Linked DNA regions of Zea mays: regions 2 and 3 are each linked to region 1. A link is a contact called in public Hi-C data. All regions are on one chromosome and are shown on one strand. The core of a region is the stretch at or near the end of the contact, and the rest is flanking DNA. Distances in the headings are between cores, read along the strand shown.

Region 1 (3,435 bases), core at 620-3,119:
GTGTGCCACACTTCGATTGGACCATGTTTCTGAAAGGTCACATGGTCTATAAAGGGAGGTTGTCAATTAAAAAGAATTTTAACTTGCTAGAGATTTAAACCTACTCAATGTCGTTCAATCCACATGAATCGAGATTAAAAAAACAGTCCCTTGCGGATTTTTTCTAAAATAAAAACAAGCACCTAGGTAGTTTACCTCAGCTGATCCGGTTATGTTTAATTGTTTACAACTGGAAACTACAAAAGCTGATCTGCATGGTGCTTGTGGGGAGCACACAGCTTTTGGGGTAAGCACGCTAACAGTGCATATACCTCGTTTGTGAAATAAAGGTGGTGGATGGAGAAATGCCACAGGATCCCACTTTGCAAAAGTTGATAAGTGCTCCCACGTTGTTCCACAGTTCCTACCAACACACTCAGCTCTCCGCCTTTTTTTTGGCTTGTCTTCCTGCAGATCTTTTCTCCTTCTCATGCCCGGTATTGGCAGCCATGCATGCTAACTGCTACCTCCATTCTTTTTTATTTATCACGTTTTAGTTCAGTTCACTTTTTAAAGTAAATTAGTGAGCGATAAATATTTTCGAGAAGGGAGGTAGTACTATTTTCCGAGAGTTGTTAAGGATCTGTTCTGCTTCAGTTCTGCAGACCTGTGGAACGGTGGCCACACACTATGGTCAATGTATCCAAATGAACTATGCATTCAGGAAAAGAAATCTTATCCTGACGTCAGTGAGGTGCCGTTTTCATGTTATAAATAAGTGGTCAGGCTTGCAAGCTTTTGAAAGAAAAATGTGTAGAGCTCCAAAATGGTCTTGCAGAAAGTCGTAGGATGTATTTGTGTCTGATTTCATTTTTTCCCTTAGAGGAACTCCAATAGGGAGTCTTCAATCTGGGCCTTCAAACTCGTATTATAGACTTATTCAATTTGTTTTGGACCGAACAAATTGGTAATCTCCAACCCTTGGGTCTCAAATCCCGTAATTAGCAACTAATTCTGTTTTACTTCTACCTTTGCCGCCATTCCTCTCTCCCGATATCTCGCCTAGCTTTTCTGTTTCCCGCTCATTGCAACTCCGTTCCTGCTCGTTGCGGAAGGTAGCACGGGCTGCATGCAGCAGGACAACGCCATCGTCCATATCTCCGGCACTACATCGTCATCCAACACGCGGCCTGCCGGCACCACAGTGCATCCTTCCGAGACAGCGTCGGGCCCCCAGTCGTCCGGCGTCCCGTCGTCATGTAACACCTTAAAAATTTCTAACTTAGGATATTGGAAAATTCTTCAAAAGTTTTGATTTAAAATATGTTTTTAATAAGAATTTTATTACCTAAAATTACTTGTCCTAAATATGATTTCTAATAAAGAGTAAATAAAAAGATTCCTATATGAATTAAGCTTATCCTTGTTGACTTTTACATTTGTAAGTATTCTTTGAGTATTTAAGATAAATTATCTCTTAATCAAGGATTAAACACTAGAAATTATTATTATTATTATTATTATTATTATTATTCTTATTTAAATGACTATACTTTTAACTTTTTCTTAAAATGGGTGTTTTACATAATTAAAGCATTTCGAGTAAAGTAATTAATATAAAAATATGTTGCACACATGATGGGTCTTTGCTTGTGCATTTAGTGAAAAGCTTGGGGTTCAAAACTAAGTTTTCAATTTGGATTTGAAAAACTACTAAAATTGAAATAGGAAATTCAAAAAAGAAAATAGAAAAAAAAGAAAACAGAAAACAAGCACTGGGTTGCTTCTCACTTCGCGGCCCACTACACTTCTCTCTGCGTAGTTGCTCCCTGTGTTCAAATTCGTTAGCCCGAGGGGTCGAGAGTGTTGCTTCCCAGCGAGGTGTCGTCGTGCGTGCACGGTCGCTGCTGAGATTCAATATCGGAAGGAGGGCGACGAACCTCTGACCGTTGATGTCTTGATGTGTAGCCATGATTAGATTGGGCCATCGTTTGGGTTTACTCAACTAGAGTCGTAGATAGGATAATCAACGGTGTAGATCGGGCCGAGTACATCATTGGGTAATTGAAAAGGAAATAGGATCAAACATTTTCCTAAATGATTTTGGTGTTTGAAATGACCAACACAAATAATTGAACTAACTAGTTTTCTCTAGATTACATGTTCTACAGGTGCCAAAGGTTTAGCACAAACCAAAAAAAGATTAAAGTTAGGGTTCAAAAGAAAGGAGCAAAAGAAACCGAAGTGAACCCTGGTCTGGCGCACCGGACTGTCCGGTGTGACACGGATCGACTTCAAACTCTTCACCTTCGAGTTTCTGAGGCCGCGCTCCGCTATAATTCACCGGACTGTCCGGTGTGCCAGCGGAGCAACGGCTCGCCAGCGCAACGGTCGACTCCAACGGTCGACTAACAACTGAACAGTGCGCGGACAGTTCGTGCAGAGTCAGAGCAGCGCCATAAAGCGCACCGGACAGTGAACAGTGACTGTCCAGTGCAGCACCGGACTGTCCGGTGGCCCAGGCTGTCAGAGCTCCAACGGTCGAAACCGTCATAACCCTAACGGTTGGGTGACGGGGCTGGCGCACCAGACTGTCCGGTGCGCCCATCGACAGCAGCCCTCCCCAATGACTATTTTGGTGGTTGGGGCTATAAATACCCCCAACCACCACCATTCAAGGCATCCAAGCATTCACTACTCCTCATTCAATACAAGAGCAATACACAACACTCTAAGACACAAATCAAAGCCTCCGATCAAATCAAAGTCCACAATTCAACTCTAGTTTTTAGGACTTGTGAGAAGATCGACTTGTGTTCTTTTATTGCTCTTATTGCTTGGTTGGCTTTCTTCATTCTCTCATTCTTAATCTCAAAGCCTTGTAAGCAAAGCAAGAGACACCAATTGTGTGGTGGTCCTTGCGGGGTCTAAGTGACCCGGGAAATCAAGGAAGGAAGCTCACTCGGTCTAGGTGACCGTTTGAGACAGGGAAAGGGTTGAAAGAGACCCGGTCTTTGTGACCACCTCAACGGTGAGTAGGTTTGCAAAAACCAAACCTCGGTAAAACAAATCACTGTGTCATCCACTCTATTTGCTTGTGATTTGTTTTTCACCCTCTCTTTCGGACTCCGTATTATTCCTAACGCTTTCCCCGGCTTGTAGTTGTGCTTTAAGTTTGTAAATTTCAGTTTCCACCTATCCACCCCCTCTAGACGACTTTCAATTGGTATCAGAGCTGGTGCTTCATTAGAGTCTAACCACTCGAAGTGATGTCGAGAGATCACGCCAAGAGGGAGATCGTGACCGACGGCGACAAGTCCGCAAGCTCAGGAAGAACTCACTCGAGAGAGTGAGAGCACCTAGAGGGAGGGGGTGAATAGGTGATCCTGTAAAACACTTGAAACTTAATCCACAAAACTTGATTAGGAGTTAGCACAATTAAGCCAAGTGGCTAGA
Region 2 (3,435 bases), core at 597-3,096, 230 kb after region 1:
CCATTGTGGGAGCACTAGGTTTCTCGATCTTGGCATGAGTCTGGTGGTCAATCACAGTGGACTTGAGCTTCCTGAAAAGCTCGTCCACGGTGAGAGACTCATAATTGAGCGTCTCGATAATCGCCAAGACCTTCACCTCCCAAACCCTCTGATCTAGAGCATGTAGTAACTTGAGTGCTCTATCATGATCATCATAGGGCAGTTGCGCCTTGTTTGCCATCTTGTTAACAATCGACTTGAACTGAGAAAATATAGTGTATATGGCCTCTGCAGCCAACTGTACAAAGTTCTCGTACTCTCGCAGGTATGTCTCAAGAGTACATATGGTCTTTACATCATCATTGATCTCATGGAATTTCTCAAGGATAGATCAGATCTTATGAGTTGTACCCAAATGTCCAGCTCGCTCAAACTCACCAAGAGAAAGAATGAGAACAGAGCGTTTCAGACCTTGTTGTTCGAATCATGGTACTCTATCTGAAGAGGCGTCATTCGAGCATCCTCGACCTCGAAACCATCATCAAGGCAAATCTCCCATACTTTGTAACTGATGTATGAAGATACGCAGTGTTGAGCACCATTTGTGGCACTGGGCACAATCGGACAGTCCGCGATAGGATTAGATCAATTGAATTAAACTCCTATCTCCATGCGTGTTTGTCCCTCTAAACCCGTGGGAGTTGTTGGAGAACGGCTAGGAATGGGTCCAGACCTACCCTCCTTATATATTCAATTGTTCCTTTACTTTTTGCCCTTAGGAGTAAACAGTAGCGTAGCCTTCTTCACCTCGATCTTCACCTCTCTTCGACTCTACGTCGTCTAGAGGCATCTTGGGTGGCCTGTCGATCCTAAGACAAACCCTAGGATCTCTCCTTCTTGATGAGGTCCCTCATGGAGGGTTAGATCCAGGTGCTGTTGGTGAACGCCACCGTCTCTGCGCACATGCGGACCGTCTGGTTCGGCGCAAAGAAGACCCTTCTCCTGCCATAGGTCATGGACCGTCCGACCGCAGACCGCGGACCGTCCGCGCTGCTGCAGAAAGCACTGCCGCCGGTACACCTCGCAGTGATTGGCGCCCAAATTAGCGCCAACACGCGGACATGTGATCTTCCAGTATGGTAGTTCGTCCCACGGAAGAATGAAGGTTTGCCAACACCTCATTCCATGTCGCCTTCTGTGAATCAAGAACCGATTGGTGTGGATTGATCCTTAACCGGCTCTGATACCAATTGAACGAAAAGGCTACTAGAGGGGGGTGAATAGGAGCCAATCAAATTTGGTATTTTAAAACTGGAACTTGAGCACTTAACTTCAAATGGAGATGAAGAAATCGATCAAACCAAAAGCACATCAAGCAACCAGTGATCTCGTGTTTTGAAAATGTTCCTATGACTCACACGAGACCAATAAGACGAACGGATTGCAGATCGAACATCAAAAAGTCATACGCAGGGGCAACCGTCCTACTTAGGCTATCTCTAGCCGCTTACCCATTCATATCCAAATATTCAAACTCTACCGTGCGAATAATGTAGTCTATAGTGCAAAATAGTGTTTTGAGTGAACATATAAGTGAGCCGCTGGAAAGTGTATGTGATGTGTCAACTTTGTACTGTAATTAGCACTTGCATGCATTTGAATTGACCTGTGGTGCCACGCACCCATCAATTATTGTGTTGACGACAACGACAGCATGATGGCGTGTACTTTCAACTGGAATTGATCTAAAAAGCAAGAATTTACAACTTTCGGTGAATAATAATCACTGGACTAGCTGTGCTTGAGCAAAACACCCTCCAATTAATGATCCTATCGTACGCGACATAGTAGTACTGAAATTGCTCACGCGGTTAGCCGCCGCTCTCTGAAACCAGTTCAGGCTTGGCATCCTTGCTTCAACATTGGACGACGCAAACACCACCGTTCTCGTTTCAGCTGCTAGTTCCAAAGCGTATCGTTCTCACAAAAGCTATATGGACGGATGCCAATAAAAGTTTGGCCCAAACTTGGGACCTGATCGCGCACGCATTTCAAACACGATAGGCAGTCATATCCCTATCACCTATATATTTGTGATGGTACCTGTCGTCTACTGGGCAACATGCATTTCAGTCATCCCTATCACCTCAAATTAACAAATGAATTGAACTACCATTTCAGTCAAATTTCAAGCCTGAACCGGCCGGACGTTCACGAAAAGCGTGGTGTTTGTTTCAGCTTAAATTTATGTTCTGACCACCAATAGTTGTTGCGGACTGTCAAACGCAATCTTTTCGGTCTGAATCTATAAGAATCGATTTGGTAAAAATTGTTCAAAATCAATGTCAACATAGAATCGACCGAGTCATTGAGGTAGGAGGAATATGTCACTTTCTATATTTTAAACCCTGTAGACACATTTATCTTCTTCCACACATAATCTCCACGATACTTCGATTCTCCACACAGCCAGATTGTCATCCGCAGGCATATAGACGTTTTGTACTCACTACCGGAATTTGGCTCTTTGCAAGTACCAAATATTTTGCGTGTTTTTTCGGACACCCGACAAAGAAGCTCTTTGCCGAGTGTCACGCAAAAAATTCTCGGTTAAAACAGTAAATTAATTCAAATAAAAAAGTTTTCAACTACCAATTTGTATAACTCATCATGATGTATAATTTATATTTTGAACATTTCTTCATATGATAAAATAAAAATAAATTTGTTCATAAAACCTATCTCTCTCGTAGTTTAGATGTTTAAGATTTGTACATATTGTTAGAACCATAATGTGAAATGAACAAATGACCAAACAACCAAAATAAACTTTGTAGATCTTGAGAAGTTATAGAATTTTGTAGTTGGTAACTTTTTCATTTGAAGTCATCTTGTCAACAAAAACTACGTCTCAATTTAAAAAATTTAAAACTTGAATTTTGAAAACGATCTCGAAAGAAAAAACCACCAACATGAAAGTCGTAGGTATTGAAGAGTCATGAAACTTTGTAGTTGACAATGTTTTGGTTTGAAATCATTTTGTCAAGCAAAACTATATTTGAATTTTAAAATTTGAATTTTTCAAACTACCTCGGATGGAAAAACCACCAAAATAAAAGTTGTAGGTTTTGAAATGTAATGAAACCTTGTAAATGACAATTTTTTTATTTGAAATCATCTTATCATTGAAAAGTTCGTGTGAAGTTTTCAAATTTTGTAAACGGCCTCGGATGTACAAACTATCAAAATAGAACTTGTAGATCTCGAAAAGTTATGCAACTTTATAGTTGGTCATATTTTCATATGAATTCATTTAGTAACTTAAATAATCAAATTACTCTCGGTTTGTTATAGTACATGAGGAATGGAAACTTAATCTTGACATAAATGATGTAGTAGTGTAGTGGTAGAGTAGGGTATGCGCGAGAGAGAGTTCGAATCTCATCATTCACAAAA
Region 3 (3,435 bases), core at 393-2,892, 220 kb before region 1:
CAATTGGTGCTTAATAAGGGTTTCTAAAACTCAACCGTGGTGTAGTGAAATTAGACCTAGTTTAGCCTTTCCCAAACCTCAAATCTTCATCCCTCTTTTACTCTACATCATATATAGGGAAGTTTCGGGTGGCCTGCTGATCCAGGGGCACCCCCTAGAAGTCTCCTCCGTGACGGGGTCCCTTGGGGGAGTTCTAGGGTTCTTCGTGAGCAAGAAGACCCTCTGCGCATGCGCAGACTGTGCAACCCAGAACGTGGTATATTTTTGCGGAAGGGAAAGAAAACATATAACAGTAATTCTCTGATCTGTATTACTGGTATACTAACAGGTATGCAGACTTGTCTTACTGCATGATTTGCCTGTACACGTAGGAGTTAAAATCAACATGTACTAGTAATTGATTCTTCCATCGAATGTTAAGGATTCGCTGACGCCTGGTAGTTCTGCACTCCTGATTGGTGGTTGCCTGCTGGTGGAAATTTTGTCTAGCGCTAAGTGGAAATTTTGGTTGTTTGGTATGGAATCGAAACGAGGAGGATATGCATATGCATTGCCAAGAATATATCGATGAAAAACTTTATCTCCTCCCATGGAATTCTGCGTCCTATTGTTTTCCGCACACGGGAAATATAGAAATGCATGTATGTTTCCTATATATCTGTGCGCACTAGGGACGTCCAAGTATGGATCTGAATAGGGTTGTTGTAACCAGTATACAAGCATTCAAGCAATGCACATGACATATCCGCAGGCAAGGAGCAAAAACAAATTCCGTTGTCGAGTCCATGCATGCATGCGTTCCCCTGTTGTTTTCCACATCTCTTCCTAGCTAGCTTAGCGTACTCCTATTCTACTACACACAGACTGTCAGTGAGTGTCCTTGTCCGTTTGGCGGTGGGAAGGGCTAACTGTGCGTCCCTGTGAGCAACCCTAGCTAATAGCTAGCGGCAGCTTTTCGTTCAGGTAACCTCTTGACTGCTTGAGGGCCATCTCATATATAAGCAGCCGTCGCGTCGCTGCCATTGTATAAATTAATTAAGCAACCTGTGAACCAACCTTATTTGCTTGCAGGCAGGCATGGATGGCCAACTCTTGATCCTGTCAGGCAGGCGCGCGGCGCGGCGCACGGTCCTCTAATCATGGCGAGCTGCTTGCTCCTCAGCACCCATCAAGGGTCCATTCCATTTGATATCCATCCATCCATCATCATGTTGCGATGCAGGTAAGCATGCATCCTATCTGCTGCCCCCCCTAATTAAACAATTTATTATTATAATAAGCAATAGAAAAAAATGGGAGGAGCATCACAAGCTGTCGCGCGCGTACGTCCAAGTCTAGGGGTAAAATGCATGGGACGGATACTTTTTTTTTATTATTGATTCACCCGTCAATAAAGTGTCAAAATCATATATGGAAAGTCCGTATCTGAATTTAAAATTTTAATATCAGAATGTATCGAGAGAGAAAAAAAAAACAGAATGCAGGGTCACTGATGTCCGTCTGTACTTGGTCTAGTTTCATCCCTATCAAAGGCACACATGAGTGTTGACTGCATGTGAGCGGTGGGTGCGGTGGCATCAAGATCCTGCCGGCCGGCCCCTTGTCTATATAAACAAGAGATGCATCTCTCCTCCGGTCCCCATCACCTAGCTAGAAAGGAGAGCACCGAGCACTGCACCACTACTGCTGATATGAGCACCTGAACCTTCTGGGCAACCACATCCGGTCCCTGCCCCTGATCATCCGCAGCAGCCATGGCGCAGCAGCAGGAGAAGAAGCAGCAGCAGAGGGGGAAGCTGCAGAGGGTGCTAAGGGAGCAGAAGGCTCGGCTCTACATCATCCGCCGATGCGTCGTCATGCTCCTCTGCTGGAGTGACTGATCCATCTCAAGCATGCATGATAAACCTGTGCTCTTTTTTTTTCCTTCTGTTTTTTCCCCTCTTTTTCCCATCCTTTTCACCTTGCCACTTTGGTGGGCGGATGACATGGTATATGAATGCTCCTTGTTTGCTTGCCTCTTGCGTAAGGCAAGGGCGCAAGGCTACTGACTTCTCCTTGTAAAGATCACGCGGATGTTAATAGAAACTACTAACGTGTTTTTTTCGCCATACTTTGGAGTGCCTAACTTGAATAGATGATAATTATAGATCACAGCTCTACTACTTAACATTGCCTCTGTTTCGAAGCAACTTGTGTGCACCTTTTCTCCATCTGATTTTAAACGTAGCAAGCAACATATATATGGTTGACTGCATTGGTTTTCGAATAAGGGCTGGATCTAGAGAAGAAAAAATATTCGTGTCATCTAATCATATGTGCATTAATAATCATATATTTCATCGAAGATTGCCAAAAAAATGATGCAAACCTCCTCTATCCTCGTCCTAATGTCATAACTAAGGATTTGCTAAAATCCATGTTCTAATTTTAATTTTTTCAGGCGATGGCTATTGCGTATATTTTATACTAAAATTATAGATTTGGTTCGTTGTGATTTATGTAGGCATAATCTACAATTTTCGTGTTCCAGAATAAAAAAATCCATTAGACGATAGAATGATTTCTATAGTCTGATAAAAACAAAAAAATGATTTGTTATGATAAAGACACAAATTACAAATTATAGAAACAACAAATTTATTTATACCAATTGGTTGTATAGGTATGTTACCTGAAATCATCTAAAAACCGGTACCTGAAATATAAATAGGAAAAGTGGCATAACTAACACGGGAAAACTCGCCATCTAAGAGACACATGTTGTGGTGCTTGTCCTTCTATATATATCTCATAAGCAATAACACGCATTATCACAAATCTAGTCTCTTTCCTATATTTGTTCGTTGATCATCTTTATGACAAGCACCTACCATCAACGAGAGAACATTGCCCCCGTTTGTTTCAGCTTTTTGGAGCTTCTGGCCACCAAAAGCTGTTGCGGACTGCCAAACGCTTAGCTTTTCAGTCAGCTTCTATAAAATTCGTTTGGGTAAAAACCATTTAAAATCAACATAAACACATAATCGGTTGAGTCATTGCAATAGTAGGAATCCGTCACTTTCTAAATCCTGAGTCATATGGACACATTTATCTTCCTCCGCATATAATCCTAATGATACTTAGATTCTCTACACAGTCAGATTCTCCCCACAGCCATATTCTCAGAGAAGCTGGTCAGAAAAAAGCTGAACCAAACAGACCCATTGTAGCATAAAGCTAAGAGCAACTCCAAAAAGTTAGCCAAAAAAGTTTAGCCAAATTTACCAATTTAGGTATTCTCTAAAATAGACTTTAAAAAATAGTAGGCTAGTCCAACAGACTGAATGCAAAGTAAAAGCAAGCTATCCAAAAGTAATTGTCTAAGAAAGAAAGTAGATTGTATCCGGAGGTAGAATCTACAATTTGATGGATGCATGGTAGAGAAAATATATCCTT

The links. Hi-C and Micro-C count contacts between places; a contact is called where the count stands out from the background.
Region 2: a Hi-C map of leaf shows a contact between it and region 1, with 3 times the contacts expected there. The contact joins two enhancer-like sites. A contact is called at or near these places in 2 of 25 Hi-C or Micro-C datasets (bundle sheath and leaf).
Region 3: a Hi-C map of leaf shows a contact between it and region 1, with 5 times the contacts expected there. The contact joins the promoter of LOC100502539 here to the enhancer-like site in region 1. A contact is called at or near these places in 2 of 25 Hi-C or Micro-C datasets (ear and leaf).

Annotation. Positions count from the first base shown.
Region 1 is chr7:88,242,370-88,245,804 of Zm-B73-REFERENCE-NAM-5.0, reverse strand. No RefSeq gene overlaps it. Among protein-coding and RNA genes, the nearest start is that of LOC100383382, 130 kb to the right of the region's middle. Within about 2 kb of position 1,869, at least 13 of the 20 cell types and tissues checked have an H3K27ac peak or open chromatin away from gene starts, as enhancers often do. A contact at or near this core is called in bundle sheath, ear and leaf, where this site is marked.
Region 2 is chr7:88,014,157-88,017,591 of Zm-B73-REFERENCE-NAM-5.0, reverse strand. No RefSeq gene overlaps it. Among protein-coding and RNA genes, the nearest start is that of LOC109940943, 20 kb to the right of the region's middle. Within about 2 kb of position 1,846, at least 9 of the 20 cell types and tissues checked have an H3K27ac peak or open chromatin away from gene starts, as enhancers often do. A contact at or near this core is called in bundle sheath and leaf, where this site is marked.
Region 3 is chr7:88,465,847-88,469,281 of Zm-B73-REFERENCE-NAM-5.0, reverse strand. It overlaps LOC100502539, which reads left to right and starts at 1,642. Exons shown (of 1, transcript NM_001364989.1): 1 at 1,642-1,979. The coding sequence starts at 1,755. The coding sequence ends at 1,880.